7 separate regions of the Mus musculus genome follow, and all the other regions are linked to region 1. A link is a contact called in public promoter capture Hi-C data. All regions are on one chromosome and are shown on one strand. The core of a region is the stretch at or near the end of the contact, and the rest is flanking DNA. Distances in the headings are between cores, read along the strand shown. Region 1 holds the start of Dctn3 (dynactin 3). Region 2 holds the start of Arhgef39 (Rho guanine nucleotide exchange factor (GEF) 39). Region 3 has its middle 5.4 kb from the start of Sit1. Region 4 holds the start of Aco1 (aconitase 1). Region 5 holds the start of Ndufb6 (NADH:ubiquinone oxidoreductase subunit B6). Region 6 holds the start of 4930509K18Rik (RIKEN cDNA 4930509K18 gene). Region 7 holds the start of Fancg (Fanconi anemia, complementation group G).

Region 1 (2,868 bases), core at 264-2,763:
TGAAGTTGGCTTTTTCATTGGCATGGGGGATTTTAGATTTTCTCTATGAGCATGACGTTCAGGAGTATCTGAACTTGCTTGGGGGTTTAGAGGATTGTTACATTAAAATGGATTCAAGAGTTTGTCTACAAGGCATGGGGTCCCAGCATGGTCTATGCAGCATGGTTGCCATGGGATGTCTGCTTTGTCACAGATCTGTGAGTATTTATTGCGCACCTACTTCAAGCTACCCACAACGGCATAGGAGCTTCTCACTGGTCAGAGGGACTTGTCCGTGCTTTGTGGGAGTCCCACATTCTCTCGTTTATTTTTTAATTTTACATCTCTTATACCCTTTATCAGGTATCCTCTTTGCTCGACGCCAACCTGTGCCAGCTTCCTTGGGTCCAACCAATCCTCCACCTCTACCCTCTACAGGGCCCCCTTCCAGTACCTTGCCCTGAAAGCAGCTACTGAGAACCAAGAGTCCCAATATCATTGCTTAGGGGGGGAGAAGGCACCCTCCTACCTTGATTCTTTCAGGATGTGACGCCCACTCTGGGATCCAGTCCTGGTTGATGTCAGCATGCCACCTCCACACCAAAGGGATTTATATTACGTTCCATCTACCTCACCGTAAAAGGCAGACACTGTCTCCCTAGCTAATTTCAGCAGCATCTACCAAAGAGCTTTCCCCCGAGAACCCCTATCACTCCGTCATGTAACCCCTATGTCAGTGTCACCTTTGGTACCCCACCTCTTTGAGTCAATTCTGCTCCTTTTCAGGAAGCAGGTGAAGGATTGGATTTGAATGTGAAGATGTCCCTTGGGTTGCATCTGGAAAATAAAATTGTACTTCCCGTGTCTCCTGTGCCTCCTCTTCTTGCTTGGGTCTGGGAGGTGGGGGATCCACAGACTACATTGAGCTGTCCAAGTGGAAGCAGAAGAACAAAGCTCTGAGAGAATAGAAGAGCACTTTTTTTTGAAGGGAAGCAAGCTTTCTCTACATTGTTCCCTGACTGGTCTTGAACTCACTGTGTAGAGCAGGCTGGCCTCAAACTTACAGTCATCCTTCTGTCTCTCCTTTCTCTCCTAGCACCACCACACAGAGCGCGGTCACAAATCAGACTGTTTGGGTGTACGTCCTGACAACAAGAGGCTTACGTACAAATCACTTGATCTTTAAAAGATTCCAAAAATGTATGGTGTCTCTCCCAAGAAGCTGCCTACTGATCTATGGGTATAAACCTATCTTGGAATAATAGGTATATTTATACGCTAACTCTCAGGGAATGGGGGAGGGGAGGAAATCTCTTCGAATCTTGGATTTAGAGCACTAAAAGTCTTGACAACCAAGTCCTGGAAACCAGGGTAGAACTAGGACCCAGAACGTTACCTAGGTAACCAGATTGCTTTGACATCGGTTATTTCCGACATCCAAAGCCTAAACAGTGACGTCACTTCCTACAAGGCGTGACGGTGCTCTCGGATTGGCCAGTCTTCTTATTTAGGCGGACGTCCCACCCTCAGGCTGTTCCGGGTTGCTGCGGCCAGGCTGCAGAAACGATGGCGGCTCTGACCGATGTGCAGCGGCTACAGTCTCGAGTGGAGGAGCTGGAGCGCTGGGTGTACGGGCCGGGCGGGACCCGAGGCTCCAGGAAGGTGAGGGGTCCGGTCTATTGATCCGTTTGTGGGGCAGAGCGGGACAGGAGCGGTCCACTGGCCCTGCCCTAGGGTCGGATGCTACCACTTCTGTCAGGTCGTCCTCAGCCCAGGCTCTGAAATAAATAACAAAGATCTAGAACCTCCTGGTACCAATCGGACCCTTGAGGTCCGTTCCCGAGGGGATTGGGATGGGGGAGATGCTTAAGCCTTTTTAAGATGGGTTCGGTGACAACTTTCACAAAAACTCCGCGCGCTCACAGGCGTTCTAAGGAGACCAGACGCATTTAAAAATTGATTAATGGGAGTTTCAGTAAGAGCTGAAGCCCGCAGTGGAGTGTCATCCTAGAGCCATGCAAAATTAATTGCTAAATGAATTACGCGTAGACAGGAGTCCTAGAGGAGGCAGAGCACAGGTGCTACAGGCTCCAAAGGGTGAGCGGTGAGGTCTGAGCAGGCCCAGAAAAGGAAGATTAGTAATTGAGCCCTAAGTGTCCAGATGTGGGCGAACATCGTGTCTGAATTTTGACAAAAATTTAGAGGTGCCCTAAAATCCCTTTTTACGATGTTGAAACCATTTACTGGAGCGCTTCTGGTAGAATTAAGAATGTTCTGGAACAAAGGTAATGATGTGTCTCTGTATTTTTTTGTAAAATTGTCACCAGCACATTCTGTTCCAGTTTGAGAACCAACTTTTCGAAACACTCTCCCCCTTTGGCATCTATTTGTGTGCCTTCCCTTGTGTGTTAGTCCCTTAAATATTAGTATTCACCTTTTACACAAGCCTTGAGTGAAGTCGTTCATTTCCTCAGCCTCCGGCTCCAGCTGACTCTTGACTGTTAGAATCCTAAGTCCTAGGCAGGCTCGTTCACTGCCGTGATTTCAGTTACTCATTTCACGTCTTTATGTTTCCAGTGTGTAGCTCTGTTTCAGACTTTCCGAGAACCCGATTGATCTTTGTCTACTGGTCTCCTCCACTGGGCTATCCCGCAGACATCTTAAGCTCAAACCCTTAACTACTAACTGTATTCTGCCTCTAAACTGATTCTCTTCTGTATTCTCTACGATGGGGATTGCACTGTCTTTGGGATCCCAGAGTGTTCCGTCTCCTGTACTAGACTTGATGTGGAGGGTATGAGGCTAGAGCTAGGCCAGCCAGTTCGTTCCCCAGCCTTGAGCTAAGAAAGACCTGGGTGAGGGTATTTGCATATATCATGCCCAAATATA
Region 2 (2,868 bases), core at 224-2,723, 1.8 Mb before region 1:
GCACTGTTTTCTTCTGGGCTCTCCTGCAGGGGTGAACACGGGATATAGTACAAGGCCAATTGATACCCATTTCTAGGACTACAGCTGGAAGCCTGGGCATGGGATGGGGTTCCCATAGTCTTTCCCCGTTCCTCACCTCTAAGGATGCTGGGGAATATACAATCTTATTCAAGTTCTATTACTCTTGCTTTGCAAATGAATTAGCAATGGCAAACTGAAGGGGAGAAAGTTTCCCAGGCTGCCTGGCCCTCAAGATCTAGGTCCATCGTTTCACTCATCACTATTTACACTCTCTCTCTCTCTCTCTCTCTCTCTCTCTCTCTCTCTCTCTCTCTCTCTCTCGCACACACACACACACACACACACACACACACGCCGTGGTTTCCTGAAGAAGACCATCATGTATGTTATACTTGTACTGCCTTTGCGTTCACTTTAATAACTCACGCCTGCCCGCCTGCTCCTGAGGAACTTCCCTGAACTTTGTGCTGTGAATGTCACACTGGTAAGTCTCATAGGCGTCCTCACTTCCTGGCTTCCTCCCACCTTGGAGTGTACGTTCTTGATTATTACAGGTACAAAGAGGTCACTGAATACTGCACTTCATGAAGGGGAAGTGAGGGGCCACAGAAGCAGCAGAGAAATGGCTCTTCCCAGGGCATAGCTTGTTGCTGTGGCACTCCCTAACTGGTCCATACTCCAGCCTTGCTCACGCTGACCTCTCTCTGTGCAGTATTCCTCCTTGTTTCCCATCAGTGAAAGATTTAAGTTTCGCCTCCTCTGTGGCCATTATTTTTTCCGTGTTCGTCACTTATGACTGTCAAGACAGCCTTCCTCCTAAAGGAAGCCTTGTGTTAGTCTGCTTCCTGGTTCCCTGCTGGTGCTGAGTGAATGAACAAAGGAGTGAATGGGGCTGAGAGCTAATTGACCAGCTTGCGCTTGTGCTTGGAATGGTGTCTCTGCTAGCCAGATGCATGAACCCACAGGACGTGAATGTCAAATAGGGTACCTGCAGAAAGGCAGCCAAAACTGCCAGGCCTCCTGGGCGGCCCAAGGCTTCATGAAGTTCGGAGAAAGCAGTACTGAGGTGCACCACGTGGATCTAGAGAGGATGGAAGGATCAGATAGTGGCCAGACCTCTGATCATACCCTCTTGCTTCTTCTTGGGACAGCCCAGTCCCCACCTCAGCAGGGAAACGGTGACCATTGACTGTGTGTTCTGAGCCTGGGTGATCTGAAGTTCCCCAGTGTAGATGCAACTGCAAGGCCCGGTATTCCTGCCCAGGTCCCAGAGCCATCTTCAGCCCCGGCGGCAGAGTCAGCTGTACTGCGTGGGGAGTGGCAAGTGAGAAGTCTACCCACACGTGAGCGTGAGCACCAGCAGAACTCCTAAGTGCACAGCTTGATTGCCACTCCCCTCCATAGGTCCCGCCCCAGACACCTCACCCGTGTGGCCATTGTTGGATAGGCTCAGTTCCGGGAGAGGCTGGAGCTCATAACCCAGAAGTTCCAGGGGTTGCAGAGTGCGGCAGAATGCGGTGCGCTCCAGGCGGATGTCTACCGGGGACTGAAAGCGGCCAGCACAGGCTGGGGACACCTGGGGCCAGAGTAGGGTGCCTGGGATGAGAGGAAAAGGTGCAAGAAGTCTAGCGATTTGGACAAGAACCGTTAGGATAAGTGAGGGGTGGAGTCAGGACGCTTGGGGTGGGAGGAAGGGGGGGCGCTCCAGGGACTGGCGTGGGGGAGTGCGGGGCGCGGGAGGGGGGCCATAGAGTAGGACCTGGGTCCAGTCTAGGGCTACTACTGGGAATGTTGGTGCGGCAGATCACCAGGGCTGGGCTCCCAGATTGGGTCTGTGTAGCCGGCCGTGTCTTACCTCCATAGCTCCAATGACTGTGGCCACCCCCTGCATAAATGAGAAGAATTAATAAGCCCACTCTTACAGCCCAGTCCCTTCCCAGTGCCCAGAATAAAAAAATATTCCCTCCCGCTCTGGCAGGGGGCCTCACAGCCCCGGATGTCTTACAAGAGTGTTGCACGTAATAGAAAGGAATGTAGCAAGGCTGGTGTGAAGCACAGTGGACTACCACCAGCTGGGACTCCGCCACCGCCACCATCACTGCAGGAGCCATCAGTAGCCCTACCGATAGTTTGCAAACTAGGGTCTGTAGGCACGGCTTCAGTTTGAGATCCAAATCATCGTTCTTTTTCCCTTACTCACCCACCTTCCCACTCATCTCTCTTTCCTGTCTAAAGTTCCTGGCTTAGAGCCAAGCACGGTGGCGCACACACCTGAAATCCCAGAACTCGGAGGAAGAAGAAGGTAAAGGGCAGAACTAGTTCAAGGCCAATCCGATCTACACAATAAGACCTTATCTCATCCTCCGCCCCCAGAGCAAACCAAAGTTCCTCCACCTGTCTTTTCCCACACCGCAAATCATAGGTGAGTAACGGCTGTGAGCTCCTTGTGTGTCTTCCAGGAGCCCCCTTCTCTTCCCTTTTCATCTCTCTGTCTCTGTCTCTCTGTGTCTGTCTCTGTCTGTCTGTCTCTCATTCTCTCTACCTCCCTCTCTTCACACACACACACACACACACACACACACACACTTATTTTCCCCCTCTGTCCATTCCCAGTTCTATTTCCTCTTTAATTTCCCCCTATTCTCGGCTTTTTTTTTCTTCTCTCCTTTTAGGGGGGAAAGACTACCTATTAGAGTATAATTGCCGAATGCTCTCAGCTAGCATTTCGGGGAAGAGAGGGGAGTGGGGGAGGACAAGGCATAAACTTACCTGAGCCTAGATTTGGAAGTTAATGACCACTTACCTTTTTCATCCCCGTGGGAACCTTGACTGTGCTCAGGAGCCTCG
Region 3 (2,868 bases), core at 117-2,616, 1.8 Mb before region 1:
TACCGAGTAGAAAACAGTCCAGCAGGGGGCACCACAAGGCAAAGGAGAGGAGGCTTCTATAGAGTTGCTGCCCCCCTACCCCCCACCCCCGCGATAAAGGCGATAGAAAGGAAAGGAGCAAGATGAGTCCGGTGGCCTGACAGAAGCCAGTCGTGCCAAGGAGCTTGGATTTCCTGCTTCTGGCGAGGTGGAAAAGAGTGAAAAACGGAGTGAAGCAAGGAATAAGCTCCAGTGGTCGCCGTGTGGGCTGGAGGCCTGTAGGATGGAGCTCGGAAGGGCCCTTACAAAGATGTCAGAAACATCGAACAATGTCTCAGTAGGCATGGGGACAAGGTGATGGATTAGAAATATTTCGGTTTTAAAACAAAGTGGCATCCACTATACACCCATCTTTGTGGTCCCATCACAGAATATAGCCCAGTTCTATACTGTTCAAGCTTTCGCCAACTCTCCCGGTGGCAACACACTGCTCTGTTTAACCAATCCTTGCACCAATCCTCCAACTTTTCTGTAGCCCATCTGTGATCCACCCCACTCTGGAAAAAAGTCCAACTCCTTCTTAGCTCCAGCATCCCATAGCAGAACGGAGGGGGGAGGGGGGAAGAAATCGCCTTCAGCCTGAGCTCCAGCGCCACCAACCTTTTTGGTGTTTGAAGGACATAAGAAAGAGAAAGCAAGCCGGGCATGGTGGCGCACGCCTTTAATCCCAGCAATCCCAGCACTCGGAAGGCAGAGGCAGGTGGATTTCTGAGTTCTAGGCCTGCCTGGTCTACAAAGTGAGTTCCAGGACAGCCAGGGCTATACAGAGAAACCATGTCTCAAAAAAACAAAAACAAACAGAAAAAGAAAGAGGAAGCAGAGGTTTTCATTTCTACACTTTTCTCCTTTCCATTTGCAAAGTCCCAAAGACATCCAGAGAGTAGGGAACCTTCCGTGAGAAGGATGGTACTGGGGTGCTTCTGGTCTCTGTACCGTTGAGGATGCCAACTTGGATCTCTCTAAGGGACACCTAGGTCGCAATCAAGGTCAGGCAATTGTGTGGGAGGGAGGAAGGATGGTTTGGGGGCAGACACCGGAAGGAGGGAACCACAGCATCGGGATGTGGGCTTTTGAGTGGGGCTGTGCTTCTGAAACTGGTTCAGAGTCCGCACCCGAAGGACGTGAGAGAGTTTAGGCTTCGAAGAGGAGCTGATCGGAATAGCACACTGGCACTAGCAGGAACCAGGGCTGAATGCTCTAAGGCTCAGGAAGCTGATTTAGAACCCCAGACTGGTCTCAGCACGAACTCAAAGCCTTCAGAACTAAGTAAGCTCCAGTGCCCCCTCCAGACGTAAAGAGGCAGCGCCATCACCTCTGCGCAGGCGTGATGAGGCCTGGCCCATAGCATCCTGGGAATTGTAGTCCCCTGGTTTGGCGTTGCCCATGACTCCAGCCCAGGGCCTTATTGGAGTTGGGCAAACATCGCTTATAACTGAGTTCCTGTTTGTTTGTTTGGTTGGTTGGTTGGTTGGTTGGTTGTTGTTGTTTTATGTGTAGCCCCAATGGCGTGTGTTCTGAATTTTATTTTTCTTTCAATCTCTGAAGCCTGTGTTCTATGTGTTCTCTTTATCCCTCCCTATCCTCTCAGTGCTAACCAAACCCAGGGACCTCATTCATGCTAAGCAATTGATCAGTGATATACCACTGAACCACGCTCATTGCCTGCCTCTCTCTCTCTCTCTCTCTCTCTCTCCTCTCTCTCTCTCTCCTCTCTCTCCTTCTCCCTCCTTCTCCCTCCTTCTCCCTCCTTCTCCCTCCCTCTCCCTCTCTCTCTCTCTCTCTCTCTTTCTTTCTTTCTTTCTTTCTTTCTTTCTTTCTTTCTTTCTTTCTTTCTTTCTCTTTCCTTCCTTCCTTTCTCTCTTCCTTCCTCCCTTTCCTTTCTTTCTCTCTTTCCTCCCTTCATTCCTTCCTTTTTCCTTCTTCTTCTTCCTTTCTTTCTTTCTTTTCTTCCTTTTTTATTTTGTTATTGTTTTTCAACACAATGTTTCTCTGCATAGTTCTGGCTGTTCTGGAACTTGCTTTGTAGACCAGTCAGGCCTTAAACTAAAAGATCCATAGCCGGGCGTGGTGGCGCACGCCTTTAATCCCAGCTCTTGGGAGGCAGAGGCAGGCGGATTTCTGAGTTCGAGGCCAGCCTGGTCTACAAAGTGAGTTCCAGGACAGCCAGAGCTACACAGAGAAACCCTGTCTCGAAAAACCAAAAACGAAAAAAAAAAAAACGAAAAAAAAAAAGAAAAACTAAAAGATCCGCCTGCTTCTTTCTCTCAAGTGCTGGGATTAAAGGCGTGTGCCACTATGTGTGGCTTTTTCCCTCTTTTTTTATTTGTCTTCTCTCATCTCTATCATTAAGGCTTACGCTCTGGCACAAATTCTAAGCACTTAACAAGCAAACTAAGACAACTCCCTTTCTAGTTCCTAAACCAAAGAACATAACCACACCTCTCCGGTTAGTCACCTCACCTGACCCAGTACAAGCCGACAGTTCCAAGTTCCTTTCTTTGTGGATTCTTTGGCATGTGTGGCACACACACACACACACACACACACACACACACACACACACACACACGGTGTATCATGTCAGCCAGGGGGCAGATGTTTCTGGGAAGTCACCAGAGCCTTCTTCATCCCTAGCTTTCCCTCTCGCTGAGACCTCATCTCTGATGATAGGTATGTAAACTTTGGAGCAGAGGAGAAGGGTTTCGGACCAAAGATGAACAGGAAGTTCTGAACTTCCTTATACTTAGAGGTGGTGAGGAGCTGTAGGCCATAGCAGGAGCTGCCTGTACTAGGCCTCGCCAGCGTTAACCTGGCCTTTTCAGTCCATCA
Region 4 (2,868 bases), core at 195-2,694, 1.6 Mb after region 1:
AGGGATAAGGAGGCAAAAACATGCCACCTGGTGTTTTAGACATGACCTCTCAACTGCTTGGTAATCTTACAGCAACCCCTACACATTTGGCATGGTCTAGTCACACCCACCTCCCTGAACTCACAGGTCTGGTGTGCTACATCAGGTTTACACACATCAACTCAGCAGGCACAGAAACAACCAAGGCACACATGAACATCACCCAAAGCCACCACCAACTGTGGGGATCTCGTATTCCGTTGGAAAGTGAGGTCCAGAGTGCTCCTGGGTATCAGAGGTTAACTCCTCCACGGTGCGGAATGGAAGAACCATAAATAAAGTGGCAAACCCAGTGAACTATGCCTCCTAAGCACTGGCTACTTCGGTGGTTCTAAAGTATGCTGCAGAGAAACACAGGCGCAGGTGTTTGGACGGTCAAAACCACTCTTTAAGCAATACAATGTTACATTTTCACCAATATACTTAAAAGTCTTCAGAAGCTACATGACCTGTCATACTGCAACAGGCTGAGTGTCTTCTAAGCAGAGATTTGCAGGAAGGTTAAAGAATGCCATTCTTAATAACAGTGTTTTGGAAACTACAGAATCGGTCTATCTGAATTAAGTATATTAAGTGTCTATACGCTGTATTTATACACTGCAAAAATCAATAGGTACAATCTATATAACAAAGGTTCTTTAGGCGCGCTGCCGGTCCTAAATGCAAAAGTTCGGCAACTTCTGCTGGGAGGCTGTCATGCGTGCTGCAGGGAGATCTGCGGTTCTAGTGCACTGGGCTGGCCAGAGTGGTACAGTCCCGTTCTCCTTGGGTTTCTCAATCAATCACCTTGGACTCTATGCCCTTCCACTGAGGGGGCTCTTACCCTCACCCCGCCTGCCTTCGCCCCGTGCTGGGGACTCCAATCTGCCGGGCACAATCGTTCCTTTCTATCCCGTGGGCTGGGCCTGGCACAATGACACCCCGGCGGTGCGGCCCTCACACCAAGGCGAGAACTCCCGGGGCGCCGAGTAGAGCCACTCCCAGTCCAGAGCGACGCAGGCTGGGGAGCGAGTAGAGAGGTCACCCCAGGAGCCAGCTCCACCGCCTCCCCGCAGCTCTCCCCGTGTCCTCGGGTCTGCACCCGTGGGAAAGGCCTGCACGGACGCCCCGGGGCCGCGTGGTACTCACCGCTCACAGTGCAGTTCCCGGAGCACACAGGCGGGTGCTAGCAATGTCCCAGGCCGACTCCGCGCTCCTCCCACTGAGCGGTCCTCCGGACGCTCCGGCAGCGAGGCGGGACCGGTGGAGAGCGGGCCGGAACCAGCTGCTGCGGGAGAGGGGCGGGGCCCGGGCCTCACTCCGCCCCCCGAGGGGCGGAGCCTGGGCACCTCCTCCCTCTAGAAGCTGCAAGCGATGGCTGAAGCTTGCAGTCTAGTCCGGGTGCGCCCTCCCTTCGGAACCTTCCGATCTTGGCAGATGGGCGGAGTCTAGGGCCTATTCCGCCCCAAGGCCCAGATCTGACTTGAGGTTGCGGCCAAGGGGCAGAGCTTGGGAACACCTCTTCTTTCCAGAGCCTGAAGGCAGACCATACCGAGGGACGAGTCCCAGGCCCCTACATGGCCAGGTTTAGGGGCTGGGCACCGTCCCACCCCTAGAACAAGAGACTCGTGGCCACGGACGGGGGCGGAGCCTAGGACCTGCTCCACCCCTCTGTACCTCCTAGGCCCGAAGGCCCGAAGCTGAAGGCTATTGATCTTCGTGGCTCCTCCCCATAGGCGGGAGAAACTGGGCCCCGAGGCTGCATCTAGCTTTGCTAGTGGCTCAGTCCCAGGAAGTGTAGAGCCGATTTCTAGGCTTTTCCTCTTTTGGAGCGTGGAGAAGGCTGACTGTCCCTCACGAGGGGCAGAGTGTGACATGTAACTGCCTGACTAACGTAGGGAGCCTTAGGATTTCTGTTGCTGCGATGAAACGCCATGACCAAAAAGCAAGCTGAGGAGAAAGGGGTTTATTTGGCTTACACTTCCAATTCACTGGAGGAAGTCAGGACAGGAACACAAGCAGGGCTAGAACCTGGAAGCAAGCACTGATGCAGAGGCCGTGGGGGTGATGCTTAATGCCTTGCTTCCATGCCTTGCTCAGCCTGCTTTATCATAGAACTCAGGACTACCAGCCTAGGTGAGACCACTCACCATGGGCTGGGCCCTCTCCCATTGAGAAAATGGTGAGAAAATGCCTTACAGCTGGATCTCATGGAGGCATTTTCTCAACTGAGACTCCTTCCTCTCTGATGACTAATTTGTGTCAAGTTGGCACACAAAACGCCACCTTTCTTTTAAATGCTGGGTGGTAAGTACGTTTTCTGAGTGCCTCTTCCAGTGTCCCCCACCTCCTCCACCTTGCCCTTCACTTCCTATTCCTACCCCAACTACTGTTTTGTTTTAGATTTCTTCCCGAGGGTTTAGTTGTTTGGGGTTTTTGGTTTGATTTTTGAGTCAGATACTCATGGGCCCCAGGCAGGCTTAGAGCTCATTGTTTGGTGGAACTCCCCAGACCTTGGACTCCCTACATCTACCTTTAAAGTGCCGGGACTGCAGGTTCTGTCCCACCACACCCAGCTCTTATAAAAGGCAGTTTCTCCGTTATTACTAGCTCAAAGCACAGGAAGTATACATCAGGAGCACACTTCAACATGTCTGTAGCTTACACAGAATGCAAACTTTCTATATATAAAACTTGGTTTTAGCCTACAGCAACCCATTAATTACAGCACATGCTGTCCACCGATCTAAAGTCTGAGCTGTGAGACTGAGTGGGGGTTCCGTCCATGCTTAGCAGTTTAGCCTCTCAAGTCAATGTGAATTTGGAAACATGATTGATTAGCTCTAGATG
Region 5 (2,868 bases), core at 229-2,728, 1.4 Mb after region 1:
AATTCAAATCCCAGGAACCACATGGTGGCTCACAATGATCTATAATGGGATCCAATGCCCTCTTCTGGTGTGTCTGAAGACAGCGACAGTGTACTCATACACACAAAATAAATAAAATCTTTAAAAAAATCATCCAAAAATCAAAAACGAGATTTTTTAATAAAGTATTTTGACTTGGTTATGTGTGACGTGTTTTATATTTTAAAAATCATTCAATTCATACTTACTGATGCTGAAATGTTTTCATCTTTGACCAGAGAAACCTGCTAATCAAGTTGCTTACTGGTCTTAGAAACTTCCCCAGTTCTGGTTCGCTAGAGAGAGCCTTATAAATCATATTCTTCTCTGCTGGAGAACACTCAGGTTCCAGAAGCCCCACCATGTAGCTAGATTCTCCTAATTCAGTCTTCTGACGGAGCAGTAAGTGTTCTTAACCGCTAAGCCACCTCCAAACTCCCTAGTTCCTACTTTTGTGTCTATCCTATCTTCCCTATATAATATTGGTGGTGGTGTTTGAAGCAGTAGTTAGGTTGGGCATACTGGTGTACTTCATCTAGCTCATGAGTAGTGGAGGCAGGGGAATTCGGAGTTTAAGTCCAGTCTCCCTAAATAGCAATTTCAAAGCCAACATGAGATCTTGTCTCCAAAACCAAATACAAATAACAAAATTATTTTCATTTATTACTCTAAAATTTTCAGAGCATGTATATATATTTAGTATCACTACTACTCTCCCTGCTTTTGGATAAAAGGTAGCATACTTGGTGTAGTTGGTTTTATTTACTTATTTATTTTTTTAACTTATCAATAGATTGTAGAAGTTACTCCAGTTATGAATAGAAGGCTCATTTATGGCAGTAGCATACCAATGCTTTACAGTACTATAAGCTTTCCCACTAATCCTCTATTCTGAAATCTGGGAGGTGATTTTTCAATGTTTTGCTATTACATATCGTGTTGTGACGAATATTCGTGCACACCCCTACAAATTTTTACTGCCATACCTTTGGGATGTCTTACAAAGTGGGCCGGCAGAATCAAAGAGTGAGCGAGCCTATGGAAGCCTCCCAAATAAGGTGCTCTTTATTTCTGCAGTACAGAGAGGGAAGAAAACCGAGATAGGCGCTCAAGATTACTTAGCGGGTTACGAAAGAGGTGGGAGCCAAATTCGGACGCAAGTGTCTCTCGGTCAAGAAGAGAATTCAAGGGGGCGAGGCAGAGGTTCGCTAAACCATCGTCCTTGTTCTTCCGGTCCCCTCCCCTACAAGTTCTTTCTCTGAACCCTAGCCCCAGGACTTCTCACACTTTCCAACACCGCCCACTTAGTTCTTAACTCAGGGACCTTCCTGAGCTCATACTTAACCCAGGTTGTTAAAACCCAGGGTCCAAGAGAGGGCTTTGCGCATGAGCAGAGCCTGCTTTCCGCGAAGGAGTCGGCCCGCCCCCAGAGGCGGGGCTGGTGTGGCGTCATCACTCCGCGCCGCTTCCAGGCGCCTCAAGGTCGCTTTGCGGAGCGGGAGGGGCAGGTCAGTGACCGGTCCTGTGTAGGCTCGTCGGCAACATGTCAGGGTACACGCCGGATGAGAAGCTGCGGCTGCAGCAGCTGCGGGAGCTAAGGAGACGATGGCTGAAGGACCAGGAGCTGAGTCCCCGGGAGCCCGTGTTGCCCCCGCGCAGGATGTGGCCCCTGGAGCGATTCTGGGATAACTTTTTGCGGGACGGGGCCGTGTGGAAGAACATGGTGAGTGATGAGCCACACGGGTGTCCGGGTTCCCACCCCGGGTCGCAGCCTGGCCAAGCCTCCCAGCCCACTCCTCTCAGTTCCATCAAGGCCCAACCCTGTCCAGAGCCCGCATACCCGGGAGGGCCCCAAGGGACAATCAGTCCAGGGGCTCAGGTTTAGCGGAGACGCTGTCAGGTCGCTATTGTTCAGGGCTGGGGTCTGGAGTCCAGGAGCAGGTGGCTGTCAGGTGTACTGAGAAGTCGGGTCTTAGGTTTTACAAGACGCTCGCCGCACATGCAGTTCTTTCGAGTGTAGATACCTTTTCTCGGGTTAAACTGGTCAGAATTAACTGAGATCACAGGCTGTGATTTCAGTATTTGAGAACACTTACGCGGTGGGTAGGGTTGAGGTGCCAGAGACTGGCCAGCTGGTATAGTACAGCCCCATGGGGTCGCAACAGAAGACAGGGTTCTATTTGGTATGCTTTGTCAGACTCTAAAGCTCCCTTTCTACGCATCACTGTGTACGTTTAACACACTTTTAGTTACTTTTAAATTGCATTCCATGACCTCCAGGCAGAAAAACCGTTCACTCAAGGACTGCTTTTTATTGTAAGGATTCCAGATATTTTCTTGGAGACTGCTATTAAATCACATCAATGATGAGTAGCGAACATTGTGTGGGAATTGCTTTCAGCTCCTTCCAGTAATTGTGGTAGAAGTAGAAGTAGTAGTTGTACAAAGTCTTGGTTGGTTGGTTGGTTTCTTGAACAACAATGCCTTATGTCTTGCAGAATGGTGCTTATTCTGTCTTAGAATCTATGGATATTCTATAGGAAGCCTCAGAGTTAGTGAAAATACTGAAATTGGTAGGTCAGCCCCAATCTGTCAGGAAATATGTTCCATTTAGAAATTTGTAAAATAATTATCACACATAGTTGGTAGTGGTGGAATGTTTTTGTTTGGTTAGTTGGTTTGGTTTTTGTTCCACACACATTGAAAAATAAGGTAGCTCATGCTAGGGAGAGTAAGCAGCGCATGTTGGTAATCACAGCAGCTCCAGAGGCTGAGGCAGGAGGATAGCCGAGGATCTCTGCAGAGGGAGGCGGGCCAGCCTTGGCTAACGCTTGGGACCCTGTCTCAAGT
Region 6 (2,868 bases), core at 263-2,762, 1.4 Mb after region 1:
TATTTCCTATCTCTTGAAAGCCACTTCCCATGAGACCTTGGTAATTTTCTAACCTGTGAGGGCATTTCAAGTGAAATATGCATATCTGAAGATTTAGAAATAACATCTACAAATGAGAGAAATGATGTGACATTTGTCTTTCTGGGTCTGGATTACGTGTTTACAGCTTGATACAATTACCTTAATGGCTGGATAATATTCCCTTGTATAAGTCTTTGCTCAATATATATTTGACAAAGGGTTAATATGAAAAATTTACAAAGAAAAAATAAATATCAAGAAAACAAACAATCTGATTTAAAACTGGAGCATGCAACTAGAGAGTTCTCAGAAGATGAAATACAAATGGCTGAAAGACATTTTTAAATTTTTTGAAATCTCTAGCTATCAGAAAAATGCAAATTAAAACTACTTTAGATTTTTTTTTTTTACCCCAGTCAGAATGGCTAAGATCACAAAAACAAATGATGATAAATGCCGGCGTGGGTGCCAGGGAATTATTTACTGCTAGTGGGAGTGGGTGCATATGGAAATTAATGTGGAGGTTTCTCACAAAATCTAAAAATACATCTACCACATGATCCAACTCTATTGCTCTTAAGCATATACCCAGCACACTCTCTGTCCTACTGCAGAGAGATGTGCTGCTAACAGTGTCCACTGCTGTTCAGTCTAAATGCCCATCAAATGATGAGCAGCTACTGAAACACACAATGGAATAGTATTCAGGCCTGAAGACATTTGCTTTCTTAAGTGAGTTAACAGTTCTCTTGCTGTGGGATTCATTTATCTATTGCTATAGAACAATCACAGATAAAATTACTATTTTAATAGACCTCGTGAAACCCATTTCATGGGTAAAGCATTTGGGCAGGATTCAACTGGATGGCTGTTCTAGGTGTGATGTCTGGTGAACAGGTTCATGAGGTGGCCTGGAGGATCCACAGGGCCTTCACACCAGCTTGGTGACATGATGGCTAGAAGAAAGAATGACGACAGGTGGCCCAGGACCTCTCCGTGGAGTCCTAGAGCTTCTCTCTAAGGCCTCTTAGAGCTCCAAGAACCTAATGGAAAAACTGCCAGTCTTCCTAGAGGTAAACTCAGAGCAAGCACAGTGTAACTCCCATGATTCTCAACTGGGGACGGTGGTGGTTTGAATGAAAATGGCTCCCAGGTGGTCATATGTTTAAACGCTTAGCTCCCAGTTAGTAGAACTGTTTGGGAAAGATTAGGAAGTGTGGTCTTGTTGGAGAAGGTGGGACTCTGGGGGTGGGCTCTAAGGTTTCAAAAGTCACATCAGGTCCAGTGTCTCTCTGTCTGCCGCCTGTGAATCAGGATGTAAAGCTTTTAACTACGGCTCCAGCATCATGATTGTCTGCTCCCTACTATAATGAGCAAAGACTAGCCCTCTAAAGCTAAGCAAGCCTTGAGGGGGATGGAGCCTCGGTGGAGAAGTAGTTCCCTGTTAATGGGCTTTGAGGGGCTCAGCCCAGCCCGACTTCCGGTTCTTCTTCTGCTTCCTGTTTGTACTAGCGTGTGACCAGTCACCTGATTCCACTTCCTGTTTGTGCTACAATGTGACTAGTCACCTGACTCCACCCTGCCCTGCCTTCCCTAGGATGATGGGTTGCTTCTTCTTAAACATAACCCAAAGCACACCTTTCTTCCCTTAAGTTGCTTCTTGGGTGTTTGGTCCCAGCAACAAAACAGGTGGGTTGTATAGCTGTAAGACTTACCTTCCACTGGTCAATGTTGTGTTATATATATATATGAAAAAAAGAAAGAAAGAAAGAAAGAAAGAAAGAAAGAAAGAAAGAAAGAAAGAAAAGAGAAGAGAAGAGAACAGAAGAGAAGAGAAGAGAACAGAAGAGAACAGAAGAGAAGAGAAGAACCAGGATATGTTTAGTAGCAGCATGGTATGGTGAGGTGGAAGGAGATGCCTCTTCAGGCCCATGCAAAGCATCCCTTCACCTGAGGTACCAGACACAGTGTATATAGTGTGGTATAGAGCATGGGGAGGGAAATTGAGGACGGAAGGGAGAGAGAGAGAGAATGAATATGGAGGAGAGAAAGAGAGTAGAGGAGGGGGAGGGGAATGGGGAGAGAAGAGACAAGGAGGGTAAGAGAGTAGGAGAGTAAGAGAGTAATGAAGAGGGGGCACACAGCCCCCTTTTTAGTTAGGCAGACCTGACTGTTGCCAGGTAACTGTTGGGTGCAGCCCAGAAGGAATGCTAACAGTCAATACTTTTTTTTTTATCTGTTTGTTTTAAAGCACCGGTTTTGTAAATATCATAAAGGAAGGTCTTATCAGGTCCCATACTGCCTTTGTATACCCATAAGTGCAAAGCTGATATCTCCAGTCATATTTCAAGAACTAGATGATTCAGTGTCTGTAAGAAGCCAAGACTCCACACACAGCTTCCATCTATGTAGTAAACTCTGGAACTCTACTACTTTAAAAAACAAAACAAAACAAGACAAAAACAAAAACAAACAAACAAACAAAAAGAAAGCAAAAGCCCCACACCATTTTAACAGTGTGTTCTGTGTTTAAGTCGGATGTGTGCTTTTAAAGAGAAGGTATGTTTTAACCTCAATTCACATTGTTACTGACAGAAAACTGGAACTGCTGGTAAAAACTATATTAGCCATCTCTAGCCAGAGAGATAAAATTCACTGAGATGGGCAAGGGACTGAGAAACAGGGGACCTGAGTTTCTGTTTTGATTTCAGGGCCTGCATATCAACCCTCAATTGCATATTTAGACTTTACTATGAAAAATAAATATCTTGTTTAACACAGAGTTGTGTTGAGCTAGTCTGTGCTAACAGCCAAAATGTGAAATTATCAACATACAGGCTGGTGCTG
Region 7 (2,868 bases), core at 123-2,622, 1.3 Mb before region 1:
AACTCCAGCACTTGAGAGGCAGAGACAGGCTAATCTCTGTGAGTTTGAGGCCAGCCTGGTGTACAGAGGGTGTTCCAGGGCATCAGGGCTACACAGAGAAAGCCTCTCTGGAAAAGAAAAAGAACACAACAACCACCACCACTGCACCCCCCCCCCCCCGCACCTCCACCCAAAAAAGAAACAACAACAACAACAACAACAACAACAAAACTCTCATTGCCTGCTGGATAAGATGGTGCACACCTGTAATTCTAGCACTTGAGAGGCTCAGGCAGGAGGATCACCATCAGGTGGAGGTTGCAAAGCCAGTACCAGGCCAGCCAGGATTACACAGTGAAACTCTCAAAAATATCATCGGGCTGTACAGACGGCTCGTCTTAAGAGTACTTAGTGCTCGTGCAGGCCCTCAGGCCTGTGTTCAAGGTTGGTTCCCAGTGCCCATGTCAGGTGGCTAAGGACTAAAATTCAAATCCAGGGCATTGGGCATCTCTGCCCATCAGTCCTGCATGCACTCACATGTACCTACCCATAAACAGACGCATAAACGTAATTTTAAAAAACACAAAATAAAAACAAGCCTTCAAAAATGATAACAACAAGGCAAAAGCAAATCTTGTTAAACCTGTGAAAGTGATTTCTTGTTTTCTAAGCTTTTTATTTGGGGCTCTTTTTTTTTTCTTTTTCTAGACAGGGTTTCTCTGTATAGCCCTGACTGTCCAAGAACTCACTTTGTAGACCAGGCTCAGAAATCTGCCTGCCTTTGTCTCCCCAGTGCTGGGATTAAAGGCGTGTGCCACCACGCCCAGCTTTATTTGGGGCTCTTGTATGTCTTTTGTGAAGTGTTTTGAGTTGCTGCTACCATATACATAGTGTCAAGTACTTTTTTTCTCCTTCCTTTCTGCGTAGGAATGTCCGATTCTCCGCGTTTTTTGTTTTTTTGTTTTTCTCAAAGAGAAAGGATGAGATTACCAAGGGCTTCAGTCTCCTGTCCTTAGTTTTCGGGAGACATTTTCTTCCGGGGTTGGGGGGTTGGGTGGGGGTAGGGATGGGTGATGAGGAATCTTTTCTTGGGCGTTCTCCACAGTACTACAACTCCCAGCAAACACCGCGCGGTCCGTCTTCCAGCCACGGAGCGGGGAAACCTGGACTGCCGTTGGTTCTAAGGCAGAGCGCCGCCAGAGACTGGTGCCAAGACCCACTCCTCCTAAACTAGCCTCAACACTCTGACCCCCGCGGAGGCCCTGCAGACCCAGCAGTTCGTCCTTGGCATGTGGCTGGCCTCCTGTCTCCCCGCCTCCTTGTTCCGGGTTTCTTTTCAGTTTCCCGCGGAACCGTCTCTTGAAGACAACCAACCGCGGCCGAGAGTGTTGCAGCTTGGCCAACCACAGGCGCGGTGGGTGGTGGCGGGGACTGAGAGGTGGGTTTCTGGTCAGGGAGAGCAAGCCCGGCTGCGACCCGGGGGGAGTCCGGTGGGGTGCAGAAGTGGCTTCTTGCGGTTAGGGTGAAGACACCGGTGGGACCAGCCTCCACCCATGAAAAGACCCCTTCGGGTAACAGTGATCTACCTCGGCGACAATGTCCAGCCAGGTCATTCCAGCCCTCCCCAAAACATTTTCCAGTAGCCTGGACCTGTGGAGGGAAAAGAACGACCAGCTTGTTAGACAGGCTAAGGTAATGTGGTTGCTGGGACTCTCACCTTGTACCCTCAAGATGTCAGAAAGCGGCTTTGTAATGATCTCACCCTAGTCTAGGGGGAAGGAACAGAGCTTGACCTCCGTCCTTAGAAACAGAAGTGACAGGAATATGTGTCCCTCCCTGTCTCTGTTACAAGGGAGAAAGACTGATCCTTAATGCCTCCCTACATAATTTCAGCAACTCACCAGGGATTCTCGTCCCTCTCTGAGGCGACAGCAATCGGCCCAAGACACACTGGAAGGGCTTAGGGAACTCCTCCTCACTCTACAAGGTAAGAACGACCTTCCAGAAGGTTCAGTTCCCCCCTCAGACCACCCCGCAAATCACCAGCATTCAAAGATGAGCTTCTTTTACGAGGTTCTAGGATTGAGGTGATTTTCCTAGGGCTTATGGAGTCCTGCGTAAAGCCCAGAAGAGACTGGGTGGGATTGTCTTTCAGTAGCTTAATTCCTTCTTCTTTTCACACACACACACACACACACACACACACACACACACACACACACACACACACAGGAACATTTGAAGAGGTGATTTTCAGGAGATTTAGAGAACTTCCTGCTCTTTCCAAAGTTGTCTGAGCAAAAACTGAATTCCTTCTTGAAGCCTTGGTTGGAGTGGGGTTGGTCTCTGGGTTGGAAACCATTTGGGCTGTGTTTCATGGGACAGCCTGTGAGACCAGCATCCTGTCGCTCCAGGACTCCCTGCTGCTGTCCCCGCTCTCCCCTTGGAGCTGACTGTCCTCTGTAATTGTATAATCCTGAGGGCTAGCCTAGTCCAGGCTTTCACTGAAGATCTTACCCAGGATCTTCAAAGGGGCCTCGAAAGAGGTAAGGTCTCCTCTGCTCCTGGTAGTTTCAGTTTGGATTTAGGGATGAGGCTGGGGGGTGAGAGGAACATCTGTCCACGGAGACAGATGTTCTTTTCTAATCCTCTGTATGTTCCTCAGACTAGGCAGGTGTATTATTGTAGTCTTTGGGCTCTTTCAGAAAGGAAAACCCAGAGAGTATAGGGAGATGAGAGATGGGTGTGTGTGTGTATGTGTGTGTGTTTGTGCTTTACAGTGCTGGAGGCCCAGCATCACCTGGAGCCCAAGTCACAGCAGGGACTCAAGGAGCTGTGGCACTCTGTCCTCTCTGCTTCCTCCCTTCCACCGGAGCTGCTGCCTGCCTT

The links. Promoter capture Hi-C pulls out the DNA fragments that hold promoters and counts their contacts. Capture Hi-C pulls out chosen DNA fragments and counts their contacts.
Region 2: a contact with region 1 is called in a promoter capture Hi-C map of liver, with 5 times the contacts expected there. The contact joins the promoter of Arhgef39 here to the promoter of Dctn3 in region 1. A contact is called at or near these places in 3 of 39 promoter capture datasets (liver, pre-B cells and stem cell-derived epiblast-like cells).
Region 3: a contact with region 1 is called in a promoter capture Hi-C map of liver, with 2.6 times the contacts expected there. The contact joins the enhancer-like site here to the promoter of Dctn3 in region 1. A contact is called at or near these places in 5 of 39 promoter capture datasets (the HPC-7 cell line, hematopoietic stem and progenitor cells, liver and 1 more).
Region 4: a promoter capture Hi-C map of pre-B cells shows a contact between it and region 1. The contact joins the promoter of Aco1 here to the promoter of Dctn3 in region 1. A contact is called at or near these places in 2 of 39 promoter capture datasets (neutrophils and pre-B cells), 1 of 484 Hi-C or Micro-C datasets (double positive thymocytes), 2 of 115 datasets of contacts at active chromatin or transcription factors (bone marrow-derived dendritic cells and thymic regulatory T cells) and 1 of 9 other capture datasets (adipose tissue).
Region 5: a promoter capture Hi-C map of liver shows a contact between it and region 1, with 2.2 times the contacts expected there. The contact joins the promoter of Ndufb6 here to the promoter of Dctn3 in region 1. A contact is called at or near these places in 2 of 39 promoter capture datasets (liver and pre-B cells), 1 of 484 Hi-C or Micro-C datasets (CD4 T cells) and 1 of 9 other capture datasets (adipose tissue).
Region 6: a contact with region 1 is called in a promoter capture Hi-C map of pre-B cells, with 3 times the contacts expected there. The contact joins the promoter of 4930509K18Rik here to the promoter of Dctn3 in region 1. A contact is called at or near these places in 2 of 39 promoter capture datasets (neutrophils and pre-B cells).
Region 7: a contact with region 1 is called in a promoter capture Hi-C map of liver, with 2.2 times the contacts expected there. The contact joins the promoter of Fancg here to the promoter of Dctn3 in region 1. A contact is called at or near these places in 12 of 39 promoter capture datasets (the C10 cell line, the HPC-7 cell line, cranial neural crest and 6 more), 1 of 15 datasets of contacts at CTCF or cohesin (large pre-B cells), 1 of 484 Hi-C or Micro-C datasets (B cells), 2 of 115 datasets of contacts at active chromatin or transcription factors (astrocytes and extraembryonic endoderm stem cells) and 2 of 9 other capture datasets (liver and macrophages).

The regions. Positions count from the first base shown.
Region 1 is chr4:41,721,808-41,724,675 of GRCm38.p6, reverse strand. Dctn3 (dynactin 3) reads left to right here and starts at 1,513. Exons shown (of 7, transcript NM_016890.4): 1 at 1,513-1,641. The coding sequence starts at 1,546. Arid3c (AT rich interactive domain 3C (BRIGHT-like)) reads left to right here. Exons shown (of 8, transcript NM_001017362.2): 8 at 343-840. The coding sequence ends at 443.
Region 2 is chr4:43,507,352-43,510,219 of GRCm38.p6, reverse strand. It overlaps Arhgef39 (Rho guanine nucleotide exchange factor (GEF) 39), which reads left to right and starts at 1,473. Exons shown (of 12, transcript NM_001013377.3): 1 at 1,473-1,635; 2 at 2,257-2,443. Car9 (carbonic anhydrase 9) reads right to left here. Exons shown (of 11, transcript NM_139305.2): 1 at 2,825-2,868; 2 at 1,877-1,906; 3 at 1,447-1,617; 4 at 1,185-1,327; 5 at 1,010-1,102; 6 at 1-23.
Region 3 is chr4:43,476,834-43,479,701 of GRCm38.p6, reverse strand. No RefSeq gene overlaps it. Among named protein-coding and RNA genes, the nearest start is that of Sit1, 5.4 kb to the left of the region's middle. Within about 2 kb of position 1,366, at least 219 of the 459 cell types and tissues checked have an H3K27ac peak or open chromatin away from gene starts, as enhancers often do. A contact at or near this core is called in the HPC-7 cell line, hematopoietic stem and progenitor cells and liver, where this site is marked.
Region 4 is chr4:40,141,841-40,144,708 of GRCm38.p6, reverse strand. Aco1 (aconitase 1) reads right to left here and starts at 1,444. Exons shown (of 21, transcript NM_007386.2): 1 at 1,168-1,444.
Region 5 is chr4:40,278,031-40,280,898 of GRCm38.p6, reverse strand. It overlaps Ndufb6 (NADH:ubiquinone oxidoreductase subunit B6), which reads left to right and starts at 1,478. Exons shown (of 4, transcript NM_001033305.3): 1 at 1,478-1,741. The coding sequence starts at 1,562.
Region 6 is chr4:40,311,876-40,314,743 of GRCm38.p6, reverse strand. It overlaps 4930509K18Rik (RIKEN cDNA 4930509K18 gene), which reads right to left and starts at 1,512. Exons shown (of 3, transcript NR_040663.1): 1 at 837-1,512.
Region 7 is chr4:43,008,805-43,011,672 of GRCm38.p6, reverse strand. Fancg (Fanconi anemia, complementation group G) reads left to right here and starts at 1,372. Exons shown (of 14, transcript NM_053081.2): 1 at 1,372-1,671; 2 at 1,873-1,966; 3 at 2,394-2,525; 4 at 2,760-2,868. The coding sequence starts at 1,576.